Regions from separate parts of the Gossypium raimondii genome. Here region 2 is linked to region 1. The links are chromatin contacts, called in public Hi-C maps. All regions are on one chromosome and are shown on one strand. The core of a region is the stretch at or near the end of the contact, and the rest is flanking DNA. Distances in the headings are between cores, read along the strand shown.

What was found. A called contact is a pair of places that touch in the nucleus more often than the background predicts.
Region 2: a Hi-C map of leaf shows a contact between it and region 1, with 2.0 times the contacts expected there. The contact joins the promoter of LOC105761906 here to the promoter of LOC105762826 in region 1. A contact is called at or near these places in 2 of 2 Hi-C or Micro-C datasets (both in leaf).

What each region holds. Positions count from the first base shown.
Region 1 is chr12:2,980,932-2,987,107 of ASM2569854v1, forward strand. LOC105762826 (hypothetical protein) reads left to right here and starts at 2,225. Exons shown (of 1, transcript XM_012580748.2): 1 at 2,225-3,545. The coding sequence starts at 2,418. The coding sequence ends at 3,422.
Region 2 is chr12:3,165,922-3,172,264 of ASM2569854v1, forward strand. It overlaps LOC105761906 (methyl jasmonate esterase 1), which reads right to left and starts at 1,805. Exons shown (of 3, transcript XM_012579844.2): 1 at 1,267-1,805; 2 at 1,056-1,187; 3 at 203-575. The coding sequence starts at 1,707. The coding sequence ends at 285. LOC105762835 (hypothetical protein) reads right to left here and starts at 54. Exons shown (of 4, transcript XM_052625687.1): 1 at 1-54. It overlaps LOC105762837 (hypothetical protein), which reads right to left. Exons shown (of 9, transcript XM_012580763.2): 9 at 6,180-6,343.

The DNA of each region.
Region 1 (6,176 bases), core at 975-3,474:
TCCAATGCACTGAAAATAAAGCAGAAACAACTTAAAACTAAAGAATCAACAAAATAACAGAAAAAGCCACAAGAAAGCAACGTTCACAAAGTTTTGAGTAAATGCTCTCAATACTATTCAATAACTATGAATGAGGATACAATGGGATCAAATGGGATCCTATGAGAAGATTACAAATGAAGGGGAACACTTTTATTTATAGTTGAGCTCCCCAAGATCCAATGGTACAATTTACTTTACATCAACAGTCGAGATTGAAGCCAATCAACAATTAAGATTCTTAAGGATTTACATGATCCCTTAAGATTACAAAATCAAATCTTCTAAGACTAGTTTCCATAAATACCATGGAAACCTTAGTTTTTATGTAAATGTTTTACTGGGCCACCAATGCTTCAAGTAGATGGGCTTCTTCAGATGTTCCACGAATTATGCCAGTTTAAGTGGGTCAAATGATTCCCATTTAATCAATTGACCTCCATAGACATTCTGTATGCATCTGTCACGGGGTTTGATCCGTGGCCTGTAACATTAGTACGACCAACTTTGTTTTTTTATGTTATACTAAGATGGTGTTGTTAATATGGAAAATATTCTAGAGCCACACTATTCATAGACATAGCTTGCCTAGATTGAGCTTTTAAGGTCAAATCCCAACCCATCTTGCTACCTCAACTCCTAGAGCCATTCTTGCTTGACAAAACGAGTTGCTATGCCCTAACTTTTCACAAAAAAAAAAAAAAAAAAAAGCAAAGCAGCGTCAGACGCTCATATTTAAAATTAGCATAACCACATATCCTTGAGGAAAACATGACCCTCTTCTTCCACTTTAAAGGACGTCTAACATCCAAGCAAACCCTCATCCGCAAGCAATTTCGCATCCCCCCTCTCTAAACGCTCACTATCATACTCCAAAAATTTCCCGATAAAATCTCCTAACTTTCTAGCCAGTGGCTCAGAGAAGAAACCCGATGGAAGATCATGTACTTGAACTCAAAAATTTGCTAGAATTAAAGGCACCTTCATCGAATCGTTCCCCTCCTCAAGACGATGAATCATCAGCAAATGATTATTGAAAGTCCAAGGGGCCCCACTAGCTACTCGCTCCATATCCATCTCGTGAAAGAAACGAAACAAGAACAAGAACGGTTTCTCTCCTAGATCTGAGATATGGACTCCATTAACAAAATGCCATAAATTTGCTATCGTGCTTCTCATCGCCTGGAAGTGAATAAGCAAAACTCATTTTCCGTAACTGCAGAATTAACTTGTCTTTAGACCTCCAGAATGCCGTCCTCACCGTCTAGAGACATCCCCGCCAGATCCCTTTCCATCATGAAATCTCAATACCAAGAAAACAGAACTCGAAACACAACAGAGCAGATGCTACAGCCAAGTAAACAAAAACCACAAAAACAAAGAAAATTCAAAGCGAATCTAAAACATAACAAGCGCCGACACAAAACCACAACCCACCAAAACCTTAAAACCTAATAACATGCTAGATCTTTTTAATTTCTCAAACTTTATTATTAAGTAGTTTTTTAAACCCTATTTAAATGGAATTTGACTTTATTCTTTGTTTTCACTTGTATATATAAAAAAAACCATCCTATTATATCAAATAAATATTTAAAATTGATCACTTAAGGACTTCTGGGCTTGGCTAGGCAAGCTACATTTTAAAGGTCGCTCTCAGATTAATCATCCTACTTTATCCTTTTCAATTAACCCATAAACAAAGATTTAAATAAAATATATTCTGCAGTCATTTTGATAGATTTTAAAAAAAAAGAAAAGAATCAAGATGACAGCACTATATTTGATATTTCAATTTGGGCACGGCTCCTTTGATTAATAAATTTTATTATGAATTAACTGGACCCTAATTTAATTAAAAAGTATTAAAAAGCTATCATATTTTATAAATTAATAAAAATTACAATATTTTTATTCTACCATTTCAACTAAAATTACATTATTTTTATATAAACTTTCTTCACCCATTATGATGTTGAAAATTCATAAGAAAAAGTAGTCAGATTATTTGGGGAACAAGAAAAATAGTCATATTATACATGTGAGTGATATCTAATATTTTTCTTTCACAATGAGATGAAAACCCAATAAGCAACTACAATATATCAGTTTTAAATATCAAATAGTGTTCAATTAGAATATTTGTTAGTTTTTTCAAATTTACTTCATAAAAAATACAAATATTTTATGTCCAAAATCCATGCTTGAAATCAACGAATTCATTAATTGGAAGTGTTGATTGTAAAGGCGGCTTCAGTCGACTTGGTCAATTTACTCTCCTTCGTCTCTCCTTCCCTTTTCCCTTTTCCTCTCGATAAAATCCCCTGATTTTTATGTTTATGGTGGTTGAATTTTGAGAACCCGAGAAGCTAAAGGAGATGGAAATGGTAGCGCCACTCCCCGCTGTGGATTTCAACTTCGATAGCGCCTGTTCATCTCCATACATGACTGCTCCTTCAAGTCCTCAACGCTTCGGCAATTTCCTCTTCAGTGCTCCATCCAGTCCCACTCATGTTTCTTCTTTGTATCCTTTTCAATGGGAGGAAAAGCGTCAGAGCAACCATGATGATGATGATGATGGCGGCCATGGGTGTGAAGAGGATTTCGAGTTCAACTTCAGTGGGCATTTAGAAATACCTTCTTTGTCTGCAGCCGATGAGCTCTTCGATGGCGGAAAGATTCGACCTTTGAAACCCCCGCCTGGTTATGATGAATCTTTCTCAAGTGCCGTTTCTTCTCCAAAATCAAAGCGACAACATGGTCAAAACGACATACAGTTTGGATCACAACAACGCGGGAGAGAAAGAACCTCTGCTGCTGCATCTTCTTCATCTTCAACGTCTTCAGCCTGCAACTATGTTCATAAGAAAAGCAGATCATTGTCTCCGTTAAGGGTATCCGACATCATGTTCGAGCAAGAAGAGACATCATCAAATTCCCAGAAAAACAATGAATCTTCCACGGCAAACAATCCAAAATCTTCTTATGTTTCCTCCCTGCTGTCATCCATTTCGTTCTCAAAAGTCAACAAAAAATGGAAGTTGAAAGACCTATTACTGTTCCGGAGTGCATCAGAAGGGAGGGCCGCGAGTAAAGATCCCCTTAGGAAATATGCTCTTTTGTCAAGGAAAGAGGCGGAGGAGGAGGTTAAAAACGCCAGCTTCCGCTCCACTGATAGCATGGGTTCGGTGTCGAGTTCGAGGCGGAGAGGACGGGTTTCGGCTCACGAGTTGCATTACACGGCGAACCGGGCCGTGTCGGAGGAGATGAAGAGGAAGACCTTTTTACCTTACAAGCAAGGCCTCCTTGGATGCTTGGGTTTCAATCCAGGAATGCATGAGATTTCCAGGGGCATTGGGTCATTGACACGTGGATCATCTTGATCCACTCATCTAATGCCTCTTTTCTTGAAAATACACATTCCCCAAATTTCATTCTTTTTATGTTTACATATTTTCATGTATCACTTTGTTTATATAAAAGAAATGGAGTAAGAAATTCATAAAGGACAGCTATAGATTAGAGGTTTCAAACTTATGTGCTCAAATTACATGTATATTAGTGTTATGCTACTTTAAAAGATGGAGAAAAATAAAGACATGGAGTCCGGTACTTCAAACTAGGTTTTGTTTGCTGGGTACCAAAAAAATATTGTTTATCAAGTAGTTGGGGAGCCTGCCAACAAACATTTAATTTCTCTCAACCTCAACTAAGCAGCTCACAGTATTTCCAGATAGGGCCAAAACTATTGCAATTTTTCTGACATTTTCAATGGCTGGAAAACATTTTAGTCAACTTTCAATTAATCCGATTATGTAGAGATTTATTTTTTATACCAAATTTTTAGATTTTTGAATATATTACTGAAAATTATATGAGCTTAAAAGTATCCAAACCATTTTTGCTAACATAAAATCATAGGGACTTTGGTAGTGTGCATATACGGCATGATTTTTGTCATTAATTCTATTAACTTTAGGACACAATTCCTACTAAAATTAGTAAATGTTGTTTATTTTTCACAAGTGTAATTTATATTGGGAATCCAATTTTATGAAATTGTACGGGGGATTTTTTATTTGGTGTCAATGCAAGATTGGGTGGCAAGCTTAATTAAATTTGGCAGTAAAATTATTTTTTTGGATAAGTTAATTTTTATTAGATTAGATATTTGATGCATTTCTATGCATCATCAATTAACTTCAAGTTATCACTTTATTATAGAGTAAAATAAATAATGTTGAAGGACTTTTCATAAATACTTGAAAAATTAATTAAACATAATTAAAATAGTACAGTGCTAGCATCACGATACCTTTGCAAGACGCTGTCTTCAACAACAGCCCATTTTTCAGTGGAGTTGAAAACAGTAATTTCAAGATCACAATTTCGATGAGTGAGTACGTATATATTAGTAATTAATATTTAAGAGTTAAATATAGTATTATGGTGAATTTTGATTAGATAGATTTTATTAATTGGTTAGTTAGTCAAGGTACAAGTGGTGCGTACTAACAGTCAGTTGTTTTGAAAAATGAGGTATCGGAATCTCATTTTCATCAAAAGAAGCTCGTAAATATTTTTATTAAATATTTATGGAATTTTTGTATAAATGGATTCAAGTTTGGCCCGATAATTTTAATGATTTGATAGTTACTTAAGTAAAAAGGACTAAATTGTAAAAATAAAAAAATTAATTATTAAAAGGCTTCAATGGTAAATTAAATAAGGTTTAAAAGGAAATTAGACCGTAGTACATATGGGCGGACGGTTTGGTTATAATTTTGCATTGTTTTATTGAATTTTTTTAATTAAAAATAATGGTTAGATAAATATAATAAAACATAATGAAAAGCAAACATCTTTTTACTTTCTTCTTCCACCGAAAATGAAACTTCAAAACTCCTTTGTTGAACATGTTCGGCCAACTTAGGGTCATTGCATAGTAATGTTTTCTAAGTAAGTTTTTCGTAATTTTTATATTTTTGAGATCGTTGCAATTAGGTCTATTTAATTCGTATTTCTATTTTCAAAATTATTAAAGATGTATAAATTTGTCATTGATGCTAATTGATGTTTTCGAATGCTTATGGTAGATTTTGAAGCATAGAAATGAAATAAGATTACATTGTTAAGTAAATTTTGTTAATTTTGAGTTTAGGGATTAAATTGCGAACATTTCAAAATTTGTATAAAATTTTATAAATTGTGATAATAGGAGGTTGTACAAGGACATAACTAAAGTGGGTTTAAAATTTGAAGTTCAAATTGGAAGATATGATAAGTCCAGTTTTAGGGACTAAATTGAATAAAATATAAAATTTTAGGAGAAAACTGAATAATGAAATTGAGCTGATAAATGTTTATAATTGGATGAAATAAGAGAGTTGAAATTTATAAATTCAATTGAATGGTTGTATAATTTGGGAATTGGACCAAACCAAAATTAACCTAGGAAAAAGACAATTGTTGATTAGTCCTTAGAGAACTGATCGTTTTTTTTTTCAGGTAAGTTCGCATAGTATGATTGTATTTAAATTATTTTACATTTGATTGTAAATTTCTATTTGTTTGATGTTAATTTGAATGGTTCACAATTTGGTACAAAAGGTGAATTGTGGATTGATTTGCAAATGAAGGATAAATTGACAGATAAAACAAATTTAATATGTTGAATTGAATTATGATATATAAAATGAATTTATAGTTTTCTATAATGATTTCAATCGTACTAGTATGAAATTGATTGACTACCGAGATAGAAGATTAAATTTAATATAGTATGACTGGGTGAAATTATAAAATTAACTTGGAATCAAGATGAATTATATTGTCACTTATGTGAATTGATGATTGATTGATGAGATTATGATATGGAATTGAGAAATTAACTTATAAATGAAATTGAGAAATTGTACCATATTAAATGTTCGGTAGAATCAGATATAGTTAGCATGCCATAGGATAGGAATAGTTAAGGGTTATACGACTACGTGTCGAGGAGTGTTGGGCACACCCATTTGTCAGTTATACCGACTATTGTTGAGCACATCTATTTTTTGGTTATATTGACCAGCGTTGGGCGCATCTTACCATTTTTGGATTAATCCGATAGGCATAGGTGTCAAATTGGAGTG
Region 2 (6,343 bases), core at 555-3,054, 180 kb after region 1:
CATTACTCTGTAACGGTTGACCGTTAACTTTAACAGTCTAAGGGCTTAAGTGATTGAGATTTTAACATTTGAGACTCAATTGAGTGCAAAAAGAATAAATGTTTAATTAATTTTTTAAAAAATATTCAGGGGCTTAATTAATAAAAAGATATATATATATATATATATCATAATTGTATTTAAAGTGTATAAAAAATAGGAATGATATAAAATTATATTCTTAAAGGACATTAAAATCTTATAATAAAAATATTATAAATAGATTATAATAATTTAAATTTCTTCTAGCGTTGACTGTAGTTTGTAGCTAAGCATAATAGCAGTTTAGAAAGTTGGATAGGCTTGGACATCATCACCATATGATCGGACCCTTTGATCACTTCAACTTGACGGGGTGGGTTTTCCCGGATCATCCACCCTACAAAATCCTCCTTGGAGACCAAATCCTTTTCCGAAATTATAAAAACCCGATTAACCGACCCGTATTTCTTCTGAGAGAGTACTACTTCTCTTGACATGTCTTCTGCACTATACAACCGTATTGGCCTCATCAACATACTTGCCAATGCAGAATCCTGCAATTAATTTTTTATTCATACATTTCTTTTAGATTTTATAAATAGATTTAAGATGTGACAAGTATCTTATATAATGCAGAATTTCATTAATTTCATGTACATTACGATGTCATTTTCTTAGTTACATGGTTATCAGATGAGTTTGAATCTCGCACCAATAAATTTAATAAAAAAGCTTAAAACATGCATTTTGAAATTAGAAAGTAAAGAGACTAAAAATTAGGGGCGGTTCATCTAAAATTAATAGTTCTTGTTTTAATCATTTTCATTCTTACAAAATATTTTTAATGAAAACAATAAAAATATTTTTTTATTTTTTTCTAATTTTTTACATATTTTTATTTTTATTTTCTATTAAAAAAAGATTATTATCTCTAAATTCTAAAATTTTAAATAGTATATGAATTTTTACCGGAATTACCAAGTAATTTATTAAAAACTCAGCCGAAGTAGTAATGACTAATGAGAGTATCGTACCTCAGGTGGGCTGAGCTGGTAGACTTTAGAAGAGAGGAACATTGGACCAAAAGTGAAGGTGGTTGGAGGGCTGCTAGGCCCATCATCGTATGTATAATGGTTGTCCATTTGGGAATCTTGATCACGTAATGCCTTTCAACAAAAACAAACTAGTTTCTTTTCAATAATTTATTCAATAATAAAAGGGATCATTGCATCATTGCATGCGTACCTTCTGAATGAGAATGGAAACGTTGAGTGTTGGACCAGGCATGGAGGCTGTCACAAAAACTGCTACAGCGACTTTTTCCGGAAACATTTCCATTGCTTGAGAGATGGCCAAACCGCCTAAACTGTGACCAACAAGCACCACTTTTTCTTCATCGGGTAACGATGCCATGAATTCCCTCAAGGGCTTTATGTAATCAGAGATCGATCTCAGAGTGTTGACTTGCTGTGGATCAACCCCTGACCCACCCAGGTCTAAGGCGGTAACATTGTGGCCACCAGATTTTAGCAGTGGCACCACCTTGTACCATGACCAAGCGCCATGGCAAGACCCATGAACCAACACAAAGTGCTTTGGTGGCTCCAATGATGTTGCCGGCACCTTGGATAGAAGGTGGCAAATTAAAAGTGAAACTAAGAGCATGAGCTTCCAAATCTGATACATGTTTTTAGGTTGGGTGTTGGGTATTATCTGGTTATGGACAAAGCTCTTCACTTGAAACTTTGGTTGAATGCAATATTATAAATCATTCAGTTGGAATGTCAAATTAACTAGAAAAAATAGTATATTAATATGGGTTTATAAATAATTTGTGTTAGTTTTTTTTTTTTTTCTCATCTTCAATGAAGTGCATGGGGACCAAAACAACGATATGAAGATGGGTTTCTCTCTTTCGATTTTGCGGTTGACTCCAAAGTGGAGAAATATATTTTAGATAGGGTGTAAATGAACATTTACATTTGTTTATTAAGTTAAATAAGAGTATGAATAAAATTTTTATATTCGTTTAATAAACGAACAAACACGAATTGAGGTGTGTTCGGTTCGTTTATGTTCATGAACAAGCTCGTTTATAAGCTTGTTTATTAACTCGTTTATGACTCGTTTATTTATTAATGATATTTTCTTATAAAAATTATCTTAGTATATATTAATAAAATTATCTTAGTTTGTATTGTTTTTATTTATAATATAATTATTAATATTTATATTTAACTATTTTATATCTAAACAATATGTGTGTGTATGTATTTATTGTTTGTTTGTTTGTTTGTTTATTATTTATTAACATTGCTCGTGAACATGTTCAATTATATGTTCGTGAACATGTTTGATTAAGTTAAATGAACATGTTCGTGACCATTAAACAAACGAACATGAATAGATGTTTGTTTGTTCAAGCTCGGTTCATTTACAACCCTAATTCTGAAAATCACTTTAGTGGGGAAAACTCTGTTAGACGGGGGCTAAAATCAGGACTGATTTTCTGTACTCTTAAAAAATGGTTGGCCGGTGGATAACACCCACAAGATGGGCATAAATCCATACATTTTTACTTTAAATTTAAAAATACAAGATGAAAGTGTTTAAGTTGTGCCCCAAGGTCAGTCCTTGACTAAAATTCTTATGGGAAAGGTTTAATCAATGGTTGTTCCATATCCGAGTAAGTCTTACGGTTCTGCATGTTAAGTTTTGAAAGGGTAAGTTTGTAAGGGGTATACGAACAATAAGTTGTTAGTATAAGGTCTTGCATGGGGTTATCTACGATTTAGATGTCATGAAATTTGTGTGCATGAGGGTTGTAATAGTGAATATATGTTCTTTAAACAATTGTTGTTGCTGGTTTCAGAAGGATGTCTGGGTTGGAGCTTAGAGCTACAATGGGTGAGTATCATGTGAGTCCCTAATGTCGACTCCTACAAATTCTTCTAGATAGACTCTTGTAATTGATGTTCCAATAACGATGCATGAGTATTTAAATGATTGTTGAAAAAAAATATAATCTTAGTATAATGTTCTTGTGAGTTAAGTATGTAATGATTTGTATGTGTGGGTGTAAGTGATTCTCTGAAGCAATTATGTGTGTGAGTGTGTGCTTGGGACGCATATTGTGATACATGTTTGTGTTTATGTGTGTGAAACGTGTATTGAAGTCTGATTTGATTAAGAAAATGAGTATAGCCTACTTGAGTGTATACTTATGTTAGATATATGATGTGTGATTAAAAATGTTAGAGAAATGAGGTGTAAAAAAGTGATGGGAGATTGTGTGATGTGAGCTTTGACACCACGAAGGTATTTAAAGAAGTTCGTCAGGAAAATAAACATGAATTTCGGTAAGATAATTCTGAAGAAGTCCATGGTCATGGCACATTTTAGAAAGAGGCGAATGAGTCGCATTTATCTACTGAGGTTTTCTATGTGTCCCAGGGCGATGATGGGCAAACCTCACATGATGTGAGTTTAGACAAATTCGTATCGCAAACACAATAGTTCATGGAGTGCCTGGGTGGCATTTTGATTGGCCTTTGTGGCAAATTCTGGTTAGCCTTTGTGGCGAATTGTGTTTGACATTTGTGGCTAATTCTAATTAGCCTTTGTGGCGTATTCTGTATGCTACCTTTGTGGCATATTCTATTTGGCCCTTGATGCGTACTCTGCTAAGTCTATGTGGTGAATTATGTATCGCAATTATGGTGAATTCTGGGTACACTCTGGGTGTTCCCTGATAATCAATTTTATGATAAGAAATGATATGTCTGGAGTTATTTTGGTATGGTTAGTTCTGTGATGTATCGAAGGAGTCATTAGGGAAGTTTCTTGAAAGGAAGTATATATCTGTATGTTCAAGAAAGGAATTTTCCATGGTAATTTGTTAGTTAAAAATATGGGTGTATTCGCAATTATGAAATATATAAGTATCCATTGGTCTGAGTTGTCTGTACTATGTAGGGTTGATTTTGAGTTATTTGGACTCCGCCACATCTAAATCGTATCATGTCTAATTCTGAGTTCCTAAGGAATTGAAGTTGTTATCTTGAATGTCTGGTGTTTTGTAACAAAGATGTGCGGAATTCATTTGGATGATCTGAAGTTTACTTATCAGTATGAATGTGTACTAATTCGTATCAGGATATGATCTGATTTAGCAAACTTATCATGGTACTCCGCCAAAAGTAAGATTCGTAAATAGTATCCGTTAAGAGAATAGTACTTGTGGTTGATTGTTCTGGAATAACTATTTGATGGTTGTTGAAGGGAAGAGAAAGGCAGTATTAACTGGTAAAATCTTGAGTCAACCTTTTAGTTAGATGAAAGTTGATAAGTTAAGAACGATGAGGTTATCTGACGATGTGAAGATATTCGCCAATAATAGAATTGAGTAATCCGATTATGCATGATGAAGAATTCAACAAGAAAGTTTAAAAAGGTAATTTATATTCAAGCTCAATAAGTTCTCCTGAACTTACAAGTGTTATGATTATGTTTCAGATTGTCGTATGAACGAGCTCGACGGGAGGGACAAGCTAGGAGTGTGCCAATGTAGTGGCGAAGTAGGTTGCTATGCATACGGTGCACTATTTGTAAATAAGGCGTATTGTAGAATTATGCTTTAAAGAGTCAGTCTTTAGTACGTGTTTGAAATGTAAAAGATATAGTGACAAGCAGTGGCGGAGCCTGAATTTTTTTCTGGGGGTGGAATTAAATTGTATATTTTTGCGATAGTAAAAATACAATTTCATCATTTTAATAACCTATATCTTTATAATTTTTAAAGAGTTAAACCAAATTTTTATCATTTTTGGAGGCCAAAGTACAATTTTACCATTATTAATTTAAAATTTTATAAATTATAAAGGGCCTAAATTAAAATTTTACCCTGGGTCTCCACTATGCTCTACCGCTGGTGACAAGTATGATTTATTCTATTAGGTCTAAATATTTTCAATTGTTTCTTTAAAAATGAGATTTTAAGTATAGTAATTTGAAAAACGTTTAAAGTCGAGTTCAAGAGAGCTGTTTTGAAAATTTTGTTAAATATTGTGTGTAGTAACACTCAAGTTTCGGACTCGGTGATTTGGGTCGGGTTAAGGGCATTACAAGTAAGACGAGATCCGTGGGGCATATAAAAAAGAAATCGAGTCAATGAAGCATCAGCTTAGGGTCTTGAGGCATGATGATGGTCTAGAACTAATGGAATTGCCAACCGAAGAGATCGAAGGGAGTGAGGAGGCAATGACCTCCTCAGAGGAAAGGCTTAACTAAACTTGATAACTTTATTTAAGGCGAGGAACAAGACCTTGAATGAAGCTATAATCTTTTTGCTTGTTCATAAAGTGGGTTGGTTGGGATGATCCAGGGGTCAGATTATGAGGTTGAGGTTCCTGTAACTTCCTAGGATCTAGTTTGTTTTGTTGATTAGTGTTGCAACAGTTATACAGGATGTTTCATCTTACTGTTAATCACATGCTAACATTGTTAACACAGCTATTTGTTTTAGGTGGCTGAACTTAGGATTGGCATTGACCTAAAGTTAAGAATCTCAAGTTAACAGTCATGGAAAATTTGTACTACCGTATCTACCTTAAGGAGGTTGCGCTTACAAACGTCACTCCATAGCCAGACCCTTTTCCTTTTTCTTATTTGTTATTTGTATACTTTTTATTTCTGACTTTTCTGGTCCAAAGGTTTTTGTAGTTGACGATGACATCCTATTCTTTTAACTCTCTCATTTTCCTACATCGCCCCATAAAACAATGTTTTTGTTGCCTTCTTAACCATTGGCCACTATTCCCAATTCCAACTTTTTGCATTGGTTTCCAGCATCCGAAATAAGTTCTTTGATATTACTAGAATTACATACAACATGGTCAATGAGTGGGGTTCCCTTAGGCTTCCCTGGTATCAGAGTTCTGCCAGTGGAACCTAGTTGGCAAGATTTAGATCAGTGTGTCAAATTGAGATCAAATGACTTGCACGTTGCATTTTATGTCTGCATTATATGACTTACCCCCACCTTCACTCACCGTATGGTGCAGTTCACCGTTACATGTAAAGCACAAAGGTCGCAGTTCAGTTTTTCAAAATAGTGAACATAAAATCAAGAACAAGAAAATTTTCTTAAACATTTGAAATCCGTAAAAAAGAACATGATGTTTGAATTTCATTTGATCCTTAACGTGGAAATGGTTTGTTTAACATTCCAGATTAACATTCAAGTTTAACAAAGAAATCTACACAAAAGAAACTGCTTTACCCCCTGCTTAAAAAATGAGTTCAGTTTCAATGGTGTAGAGCA